Regions from separate parts of the Nothobranchius furzeri genome. Here region 2 is linked to region 1. A link is a contact called in public Micro-C data. All regions are on one chromosome and are shown on one strand. The core of a region is the stretch at or near the end of the contact, and the rest is flanking DNA. Distances in the headings are between cores, read along the strand shown. Region 1 overlaps map3k5 (mitogen-activated protein kinase kinase kinase 5). Region 2 holds the start of tfap2b (transcription factor AP-2 beta).

The links. Hi-C and Micro-C count contacts between places; a contact is called where the count stands out from the background.
Region 2: a Micro-C map of tail fin shows a contact between it and region 1, with 7 times the contacts expected there. The contact joins the promoter of tfap2b here to the enhancer-like site in region 1. A contact is called at or near these places in 2 of 2 Hi-C or Micro-C datasets (skeletal muscle and tail fin).

What each region holds. Positions count from the first base shown.
Region 1 is chr2:11,443,615-11,448,954 of NfurGRZ-RIMD1, forward strand. It overlaps map3k5 (mitogen-activated protein kinase kinase kinase 5), which reads right to left. Exons shown (of 30, transcript XM_015947629.3): 21 at 4,173-4,190; 22 at 3,589-3,766; 23 at 3,108-3,276; 24 at 2,846-3,031; 25 at 2,220-2,325. Among protein-coding and RNA genes, the nearest start is that of lrp11, 10 kb to the left of the region's middle. Within about 2 kb of position 2,232, at least 1 of the 3 cell types and tissues checked has an H3K27ac peak or open chromatin away from gene starts, as enhancers often do. A contact at or near this core is called in tail fin, where this site is marked.
Region 2 is chr2:11,623,192-11,628,531 of NfurGRZ-RIMD1, forward strand. tfap2b (transcription factor AP-2 beta) reads right to left here and starts at 2,961. Exons shown (of 7, transcript XM_015947631.3): 1 at 2,746-2,961; 2 at 851-1,312. The coding sequence starts at 2,793.

The DNA.
Region 1 (5,340 bases), core at 982-3,481:
TGTGAGTAATCATTTTTTGTCCAAAAGTGTTGATCTTTTTACTTCATGGCCTTTTTAGTATCAGTAGTCTTGTGTTAGCGTTAGCTCATTTTTAGCGCTAGCTATAGCAGGCTGCTGGTTGCAACAATTGCAATACTGTTTCCAACCAGTAGGAAGTGTGAGAAACTAAAGTTTTACTTAAAAGTAGTGCTGAGCCATATGGACCAGAACTTACAATCCAGTATCTTTGAGCAAAATTCTGATTTATGATATTTGTCTCAATATTTTTCTTCCTGTAAATTGTTTACAAGTTAAACCCCTTCAAGATGTGATTCATTGTCTACAGAATTTCATCAGCAGATTAAATGCATCAAACATATATTGATTCAGTTGTTAAACGTTAACCTTAGTGCCGCTCACCATCAGTCTGAGCTTTGGAAACACTGGCAAGCTGTCTAAGGCACAAGTAGCTTTTTATCATCTTTGTTGGAACCATAAGAAACGACATTTTTTTAAAGTGTGTTTTTATGTAGCTTGTTTATGGTTTTTGTAATTTAATCTGGACATGGAGTCTATCTATCCATCTATCCATCTATCTATCTATCAAGTTGTTAGAGCTGTATCAAAAGCTGGCAAAAAGGTAACAAAGGCACTATTTTTAATATATATTTATAATTCATGTACAACAATTTAAATTCAACCTAGGGATGGGTGTATCAGGTCATTCACAATACCACTAGTAATTATGTCTTGCTTAGAAAAAACCTATCATGATGATACCATGATGTAAATGTATCCACTATGCAGTGGATTCTGTTCATGTGGGCCATACAGCGTGGCTTTATTAAAGTTGGAAAGGCAAACAAGGCACGAATCTCACAATATTCACTCATGACAGCGAGCAGGGAAAGGTACGTTTCTTAGGTATTTTAGCTGCTGTACCCATTTGCTGATTAAGAGTGGGGATTTGGCCCGACTCGACACCATACTCAGGAACGACAACATGGACAATCACGGTGGAAAACCTTGCAGAAACATGAACGGATGTCCCCAGAAAATCAATAACTGTGAGGCCGAGTGTAAAGGTTAGGACATAATATTAACCCAAAGGTTTTGATTAAAGGTGTGGTTGACTGAATTTTTTTTTAAACTATTTCTAATTATAATCGGTCACTGAGTTTTTCATGCAGGCTGAACATGAAAACAATCTCCCACACTAATCTCCTCTGTTAGCTTCTGATAGAAAATAGATGGTGAAATGCTAGGATTTGAAAATCCTCACACTGTGATGTCACACTGTGAATTTGCATTCATGGCCTCTCCCATCTTGACTCACGTCTGCCCACTGGAAGGCTTAAAAAATTTTTTTTGCAGCAAAGAGAGAGAGCAGAGTGTGTTGGTGATAGTGCCTGTGCAACATGGCTGAACACGTTCTGTTAGCCAATTAAAAGCAAGGTGTGTGCATATCATTAATAATAATGAGCAATTCTGCTGTTTTCAGTCCACCTCCTCACCAGCAAACATCTGCATCTCATGACTCATAAGGCATTGATTTACATTAGAGAAAACTGCAAATGTATTGAATAAACGAGTAAACCACACATTTAATGTTGACAACAACTTTCTCTAAGTTTTGTCTGCAAACATCAACTGGATGGGCAACAATGGATGACCATGCAAGCTAGTGGTAGCGATGCCTGCTAACTCTAGCATTTCATCGGTTGTATATTGTTATAAATGTTACTTGGTCATCTTGTTTTTGTTAGAAATTATATCACTATTTTAAAAAATATAGAGATTTTCTTACTTTAGGATGATAAATAATTACACTAAGAAGACTATCTCTACTAACGGATGCTAATCTGTTTCTCCAAACAGAGGCAATTCAGGAAGCCATCTACCACGGCTAATCTGTAATTAATTATAACTTTACTCAAAGCAAGGATAAAAACTTGCAAATACTTCCAAATGTGCAAAATACAACTTTTTAAATCAAAGATAACGTGACCAAGAGAAACACTTTAATGAACAATTTAACACTCAGGTGAGAGTCGTGGCGTCGGCCAAGGAATACTTCTAAAAACCACAGCCAGCATGCAAAAAGTATGCATCTATAATGCATTTTAGCTCTATATTCTTCCCTCTTCATATCCCTGGATTTATCCTGCCAGTTTGGCCCAGGGCTGGAGGGAGGGATAATTCATTTAGAGGTGCTCTGCTCTAAACATGGATGATACTACCTGGCACCAGGATGGTGATGGCGGTCTGCACTGCTTTACGGATGATGTTGTCCAGAGCAAACATCCAATGAGGCTTGATGTTGTGGTTTCGTAGCACTTTATTCACCTATAAACATAAAGGAAAACAAACTTTTCATATTTACAAGTCTAAGTAGTCGTGCACTACACATAAAAAATCCTCTGGGTGCATCGATGACCAGCAGGGGGCGTCAGAACTCCATTTTCCCACCTCAGATTATGCAATACACTAACAACCATTTTCTCTTATGTTATTCGTTTAGCATTTCTGATGAGCCTGTTTGCAGAATGTGCAGTTCCTCCTGTCTGAAGACCTCTTTTCTTAAAGCTTATGAATCATTTTTACTTTATTATCTCGGCGCAGGAGGAAAAGGAAACAGACAGGCTTCTGCTGCCTGACGTAAAACATTTACAACAAAACACCCAGAGCTCTACAGGGATGTAACAGACAGGAAGTCACATGACTCAGGCATGGAGGAGGAGTGATGTTTGGGTTTTAATCTGGTGCTATTTAAAGTCATTTCAAGGATTTCAATGGACTGATTATTCCCAGAAGGGAAAATTAGAGGAGGATTTATCGAACCTCCCTGTTGTAGTGATGAACTTACAGCATCCTGGAAGCTGAACAGTATGACCTGCAGCTGGCTGATGGCGGTGCTGTCAAAGTCCAGGTCCAGTTTGAGTTGAGACAAGGTGTTGGCAATGATCTTCCTGTCGGCCATGCGGATGAAGTCAGCCAGACTCACTACGAGGATGGAGATGTGCTGCGGTTTTACTTTAATTTCCTCAGAGCCCTGAAGGTCAGAGAACCACAGAAGATTTTAACACTGCGTCTCCCTGGCCCTCCTGTTAGTTTCTTCCATTCCCAACCTGTGTGAGGGCCTCCATCAGGTTGGCCACAACCTTGTCTTGGTCCTCGGTCAGGATTTGGTGCAGCGTGGCTCGCCTCTCGCTGTCCTTGCGGAGCATAAAGAAGCCTGTGTCTTTCTCGTCGGGAGACGGAGGAGCGCTGTGATCCTCAAAGTTCTCCACTGGAATGCTGAGATAAATAGTCGGCGGTTTGGTTTAGTGCGTTCTTTTATTATATGCAAAAGTCTTAAGGACACCTATGGACATTTAGTTAGATGGCTCGTAATTCGTAAATCTGTTCAAAAACAAAATTTTCTGCTGTTTTGTATCATTTTTACATTAGAAAATCCACTGTTAAAGACTTCTCAGACCTTAATCTGAAATAAACCTGCTTTGGCCTTTATACTGACAACTGGTTTAGTGTTTCACAGTCGTGAGGCTATGCGTGAAACTCGTCTGCAGCAAGCAGCAGCCACGACTCTGTCCATTTCAAGTGTTCTACCTGAGAAAGAGGGACCTGGGCCCCTTGACATCCCTCTCGCTGTAGCACTTGACGCTGGGCTTGAAGATGAATGGGTTGGTGTTGAGGTCGTTGTCAGGGGAGACGGAGCCATACTCGCTGCTGCTGCTGGTGTCCTCCACCACCACCGGCACCGGCAGGGAGATGCTACGGAGGTACTCTGAGCAGAAGGGTTTCCACCACACATACACGCACACGCACACGCACACGCACACACACACACACACACACACACACACACACACACACACACACACACACACACACACACACACACGCACACGCACAATAATTCTAACCTGAGGTAGACAATGTTTCTCACTAAAGCAAACTACTCTGAGTTTGTGTTTAAGGTGAAGAGCTTTATTATTTTATTGGGCAACAAATAAGAAGAATTGTCCTTGACTTATAAAAACAGAATATAAACACATCTATTTTGAGTTCTTTGACAAAAAAGAGGTCTGTGAAGTGTAGAGGAGTTTGTAAAATTGAAGTTTAATTTACAAAGTCCATCAAGTAGTGGTAGAAATGTCTGAAAAACATGTTCAGAGGGCTGAGTTACTCACCTGCACCCGAGGAAGGAGCTGCAAGGAGAAAAAAAACCAAGAGTCAGCAGTTTTTTGAGAGAAAAACAACAGGATTTACATGTACGATTGGCAGGATAACGTTTCCGAGCAAGCAGCTTGCAGTGCACTGGTGCCGGAGCACATGATTGCATCAGCGCTGCGGGGTGCAAACCCCATGAGGAGCATGCTCACATGTTACGAAAAACAGGAAGGATGTGGCTTCAGTCTTTTAAAAGCTGTGTGATAAAATAATTAGTCCAGACTGACGAGGAGTTCACAAGTGAACCATTACTAATTATTATTTTTTGGAATTAAAGCTGCAAAACTTCTAGTAATTTCATTATTATGCATTAATGATGTTTTAGTGCTTTAAGTAAAAAACTAGTTTCAGAGCTTTAAAGATTAAACTTAAAAGCACAATGAAACTGATAAGCTGAGAGCTGTGGCTCAAACGGGAGGGAAATTAGTATTTGAACTTGCCTCCCCACTTATAAAACGATCCATCAAGCTAGTTTGCTGTTATTTAAGTGATACGTGGTGGTTTTCAGGTGCAGAATGCAGATTGTGTTTTTTCTTTAAATACCATTTCTGCAAACTTTTAACTCCAAGCTAAATGTTAGCTTTGCGCTAAGACGTTTTAGCCTAGTCCACAAGATCCCCCCTATCCAGCATGTTTTAGTTGTTTCCCTGCTCCAACACACTTGATTTTAATCAGCAGATTATCAGGCTTGTACAGATCTTCATGACCTGCTGAACACCTGATGCAACGGTTGAATCGGGTGTGTTGGGGTAGAGAAGCAACTCAAACATGCTGGATAGTGGACCTGGAGAACAAAGAGTGGAGAGCCTTGCTCCAAACTAACAAGTGCGTTTCCACTGTCGGAACTTCAGGATAAATTTACAGGAACTTTCCAGCATGTGCGTGTCTCCACTTAACGGACATTTTCAGGCACGTCCAAAGTATCGTCAGAAGCTTTTCCGGTTCGCGCCTCACTTTTTTTTTTACAGTAGCGGCCCAAAAAGATCTCCTAACACATGGGTTTTCTGCTTCCTGATCACGTGACGTGTGACGTACGTGGATGAAGATCTGCTTTAGAGCTTGGATGTTCGTTCTCACGGTGCGGGGGCTCGTTCCGACACCCACACAGTAAAAAAAAATAATAAAAAT
Region 2 (5,340 bases), core at 1,711-4,210, 180 kb after region 1:
ACAATAAGATAAATAAAAGCGTGTGGCGTTAATAAATCTACCGGACACAGAAAGGCAGAAATGAGAATCTATTGTGGAGGTTAGATGACAAACAGCTCGTGATGGTTTTGCCCTGAAGGGAAACGAGAAGATGAAATCCCACAGCTGAGCATAAACCCCGTTTCACTCCACGTCTTTTGTGGCTTAGGACGATAAATAAAATAAAATAAAAACACTTTAAGCTTTATTTTTTAGAAGTTATAAATCCAGGTTGGTCAGAAAAAACAAAATCTATTGTGAATGTTGCTTAAACTCGTTTATGTTTTAAATGTAAAAATTAGGTTCTTATGTCTGGATCCATCAGAGAAAACATGTTTTTAAATATCGGAATGCCTTTATAATATTATATTTACTTCATTAGTTTTTTTAATGTAAATGAATAAAATGCAGAAAATCAAAAATAAATGTATTGGTGCTTCATTAAAGAGTTCATCTGTAATAGTGATCTGAGATTACTTTTAAATTTCAAAAGAAGAAGGTGCGTTTAGCTGCGGGCCTTGTGCGTCCTGCCCTGGGTGAGCTGCACCTTAACCCTTACAGATGCGTGAAATATGCGGGGCAAATTAAGAAACCTGCCCCCCCCCCCCCCACCCACCCACCCCCCGTCTTAGTCTGTCTCGGCGTTTGTTTTATGATTAAATAACAGTAATTAAAATTATAGGGTTTATAATTAATATATGGTTATAAAATATGACATAAGTTTAATAACTCCGGTTTAAATTAGAAATTCCGTTAAAAACGTCCAGGAGCTCTGAATTAGTCTGTTTGTTTGAACTCAGTCTGCAAATGGCAACAATTACCTTTCCCTTACCTGAACATCCTCCATACCGTGAAGCCCGTGCAGCAGCCCGTCCCCCATACCGGGATCCAGTCCCGGATGAGCGGAGTGAAGAAGCACATCCGGCCGCCGCACGCCTCCGTAGTCCCGCCGTGGGTCTAACCCAGACAGCTGAGGTAGTGAGGCCCGGGGCTGCGCTAGTAGAGCCGAGCTCTCCATCCGGTCCCCGGTGGCGTCCTGCCGCTGGCGCGCGCCCCATGCGCCCTGCTGGCTCTGGTGCAGGGAGTTGAGGGAGTACGGGTCGCTTACGTGGGAGTAGGGGTCCTGGCTCTGATAGTGAGCGAGCGGCTGGTACGGCGGAGGAAAGTAGGGCGGCTGGAAGTCCGAGGACGGCGCGTGAGACAGCGGCGGCGCGCTGGAGTAGGGTCCTGCGTGAGACACGGAGCCCAGCTGAGACAGGCGCGAGCTGTGGCTCGAGACGCTGTCATGCCGGTCCTTCAGAAAAGAGAAAAGGAAATAATGAAAGTAAAGAAATAAAAGCTGCGTTTTTATGATGACGCCTCCGGGAACGAATGAGCAGGAGCTCCTGGACAAAAACACACAAAAGCCCGAAGGAAAACCTGCTAAACGCGCGTCTAAGGTGTCCCCCAGCAACATACCCACACTCACCCAACAGAGAAAACTCACCCCGGTGGAGTAGGGATGAACCAACATCTGGAAGCTCCGAGCGGACTCAGAATGGAACACACAAACGCATTCCAGGTCAAAGCAGAACCTTGGTGTCTGCAGGCAGGCCCGTTCAGCAGAACTCCTCTCAGAACCTTCCTGCGCCCCGAGCTGCCGCCGCTATGACTGTGAGCACCGAGGAGCTCCCGCCTCTACCCCCGGTATCCGGTGTAATTGTTATTCATGACTGAGACTTACAGGAATATTAATGCGCGCCAGGCAGGGGACTGGCGACACATGGAGCGTGGAGGCTCTCGCGAAACCGTGAGTGACGTTGAAATGCCTTGGAGAGCCGAAACGACGCGCGCGCTGCAGGAGATGGAGAACAGCACGGGAGAAAGTGAGCAGGTCCGAGAGGACTTTCCCTGGCAGAATTTGGCGCAACAGGAGACGTCATTTTTGCGCAAAAGTAAAAAGTTGTTTTTATTGAAGTCATACGTGCACGCGCACTCATCATCTACGCCGCACTCTCTTCTATTAATGATCTGATTATGATGATTCTAGCCTATATAATAATTATTAAGTAAATTAGCGCCGCTGATACGTCAGATCCGGCGCACAGCTGCCTTTTGTCAGTCAGAACACCCGACCCGACGGGGCGCGTGAGGGGCTCGCGTGAACGGTGTCACGGCTCTTTAACAAGCGGTTGAACTTGATGCTGAGAGACTTGTTTAACAACATCCTGCCCTGCCCTCCTTCGCACCGTGGGAGAAAAGCCATGTGCTGCATGAGACCCGGACTTCCCACCGGGCTGAAAGGCAGCCGTGGGGCCTCGCGCGCTACAGCCGCTGTTGGTGCGCTTTGAGCGCGAGCCTCTTTAATTCTCCCCCATAAAGTAAAACTATATTTCTGTCCAAAATAGTCTTTTCTTGGATTCCTTCACGATTTCTGCAATTTCCCAAACAATCTTCGGTTGAAGTTGTGGTGCTGCAGCACATTTTAACCAAAATTTATGCTATTCTCAAAAAGTTTAAAATGCATTTTTCAGCAGAAAAACACATTTTATGAGTAAATAAAAAAGCGTAGCTCCACAAAACCAACATTATGAACATTTATATTATCTGAGGACTAACAGAAATCCACTCAGATCCCGTTACTGCATCAAAAACACAAACTGGGCCCAGAGCTTCACAGAAAACTCCCACTTGCTGCATTTTTAACACCCCACACACACACCACAAACAGCTGCAGGAGAACATTACCTCGTAAATATCTTCATACTTGACATTCTCAACTAGTTTCCACAGCATGGTCGCTTCTCCGGTGACGGTAAACCGAATGCAGTCAAGTGAGGAAGAGATGCCTCAACTCTCTTTCTCTCTCCTCCCTCCTCTCCCTCCGCCCTCTGATTTCAGGCAGGCAGGCTTTGTGAATGGGGAACCCCTGGAAGGACTCCACCACTGTGAGAAGGAGCTGCAGGGCGATCTGACAGCAGCAGGCTGCCTGATAGGAGCAGCAAATAAGAAAAGAGGATGTATGTTTTATTTATCATGGATCTGTGCAATAATTACGGTTAATAAAACATGCTGTTCACACCCGAACAAATACGCACAAAAGTAATGATGTTTTTATTAAGTGTTTGGGCAAAAAGGAGAAGATAATCAGATAAAATTCATTCTTCATGCGAATATCAGTGTTATCAACGTGGTTGCACATGTTAAACAATTTCTTTGCTTTCAAAAATTTGGAAATTCTGATAGATTTTGTGCAAAAATATTTATGCATGTTTAAAAGGAACGAGAGTGTCCAGATGACAACCAGAGTACTGCTTTTATTCTGAAATATCTTTGGAAAAATTGAAAAAATGTTCTTTTATTGTAGTTTAGTGCAGTTATTCCAAAAGTAGGATGCATTTTTATGTTTGGGCTTAATAAAGTTCATAAAGGGGAGTTTATTCCACAGCATTTATATTTGTTTTGCCACATTAAAAGAAAAAAACATAATTTAGAGTAGCTGGAAGGCATTTGTTATTAAAGTTTCAGTGATTCCTCCATTTTGTATGTTTTTTTATTTTAAAAAATCCAAACATTTGCTTGTTTTATTCTAGGCTCATACAAATGGGATCATTTTAATTTTATGCATCTTATTTAAATTGTTGTTTTCTTAAAGAAACTCATTTAAATGCATGAACTGAGGGATTAAATATAAAGTTAGCAATAAGTTAAGCTTATTTAGTCTTTAATTCTCAAGAACAGACATTAAAATTGTTGGTTTTATTTATATCCCACCACCTTTTGGCTCAAACATGAGACAAAAATAGAACAGAGGAGCTACATGTTTTGAATGTTCATCATATATTACAAAATAGTGATTTAACATGTTGCATTATTTTTTAAAAAAATCCTTAAATATTTTTACATGTTTTGTCAAAAAAAAAACGTTTAAATCACAAGTCTTCATCAGTAAAGCAGGACGAATAAATAAGCATGTTGAAATAAAATAATTGGCTAAATTATAATGTAAGGTCATGGTTGGTTTGTATTACACATCTATAAAATGGAATTGCATCACTTCCTGTTTCATCATTTCATAATAAATGTGGAGATTATGAACTATTTGTCTCCAATTAAAGAAATAATCAAAACCACGTTTTTAAATGTCAGTAATATGCGTTAGTTTTATATTTTAAGATAATTTGATCGTAAATGAGTTACAACACCATTCAGTGGCTTTTCTTAGAGCTGCAGAACATAAATAATAAAAACGCACATGAACCTGTGACTGTGCAGTTGGCTCCCCCTAGCGTCCTCTTACTGCACGTACACCCATTCATCAGAAATTGTCTAAGAAGTGGGATTCTTCAGATTATTTTTGCTGCAAACTTTGATGACTGTTAAATAAAGTCAAGTTTTTTTCACTGAAAGGCAGGGAAACATAAAATAGGTCTGTGGGAGGAGATATCTTTACAAAAAATGCACTTTTAGTTCAAAAGCAACATTTTTATCTTAAAAATCTACGACCCGGCATAACTGAAGCTTTGAAAATATATTTTCATGCTGAAATATTGGTTTTGCTCGCTGATTAAAGTTTTCTGAAATAAATTTTAAATAATAAGAAAAAAAGGGACACTGAGGATAGGAGGCATGAATGTTTAAGAAGAACGTCTGTTCCCATAATTTCTGCAACGACCTGCTGCCAAAGATCCACCCATCTTACACACACACACACACACACACACACACACACACACACACACACACACACACACACACACACACACACACACACACACACACACACACACACACACGGCAGGACATATGACTGTCAGCAGTAGCAGATGTCCTGACAGTCTGGGAGTCTGGAGGCGTAGGGGTGCTGCTTGTCCTGCAGGGCTTTGACACACGATGTATCAGCATACATTAAAACACACACACACACACACACACACACACACACACACACACACACACACACACACACACACACACACACACACACACACACACACACACACACACACACACACACACACACACACACACACACTTGATGCCACCCACAAACAAGTTCCTTTCAGCATTTCACAATCAAGAATTGGTTTAAGATTCACAGTTTTTATCCTTTAAATGACCCCAATACTCAGTTTTCTGTTGAATTTCCTGCATGCAGTCACATCATTACACTCCAAGGATCCTTATGCTGTTGGAATTATAATTTTTTATTTCAATGAATAACAAATAAAGAATTTTTGTAATTTTTTTGTATAAAATAGAAAAACATGTTATAAATTGTTACATACAGAATTTATAATTAAACGTTTGTGTTTACGGTAAATTAAAGTGTGATTAATAGAT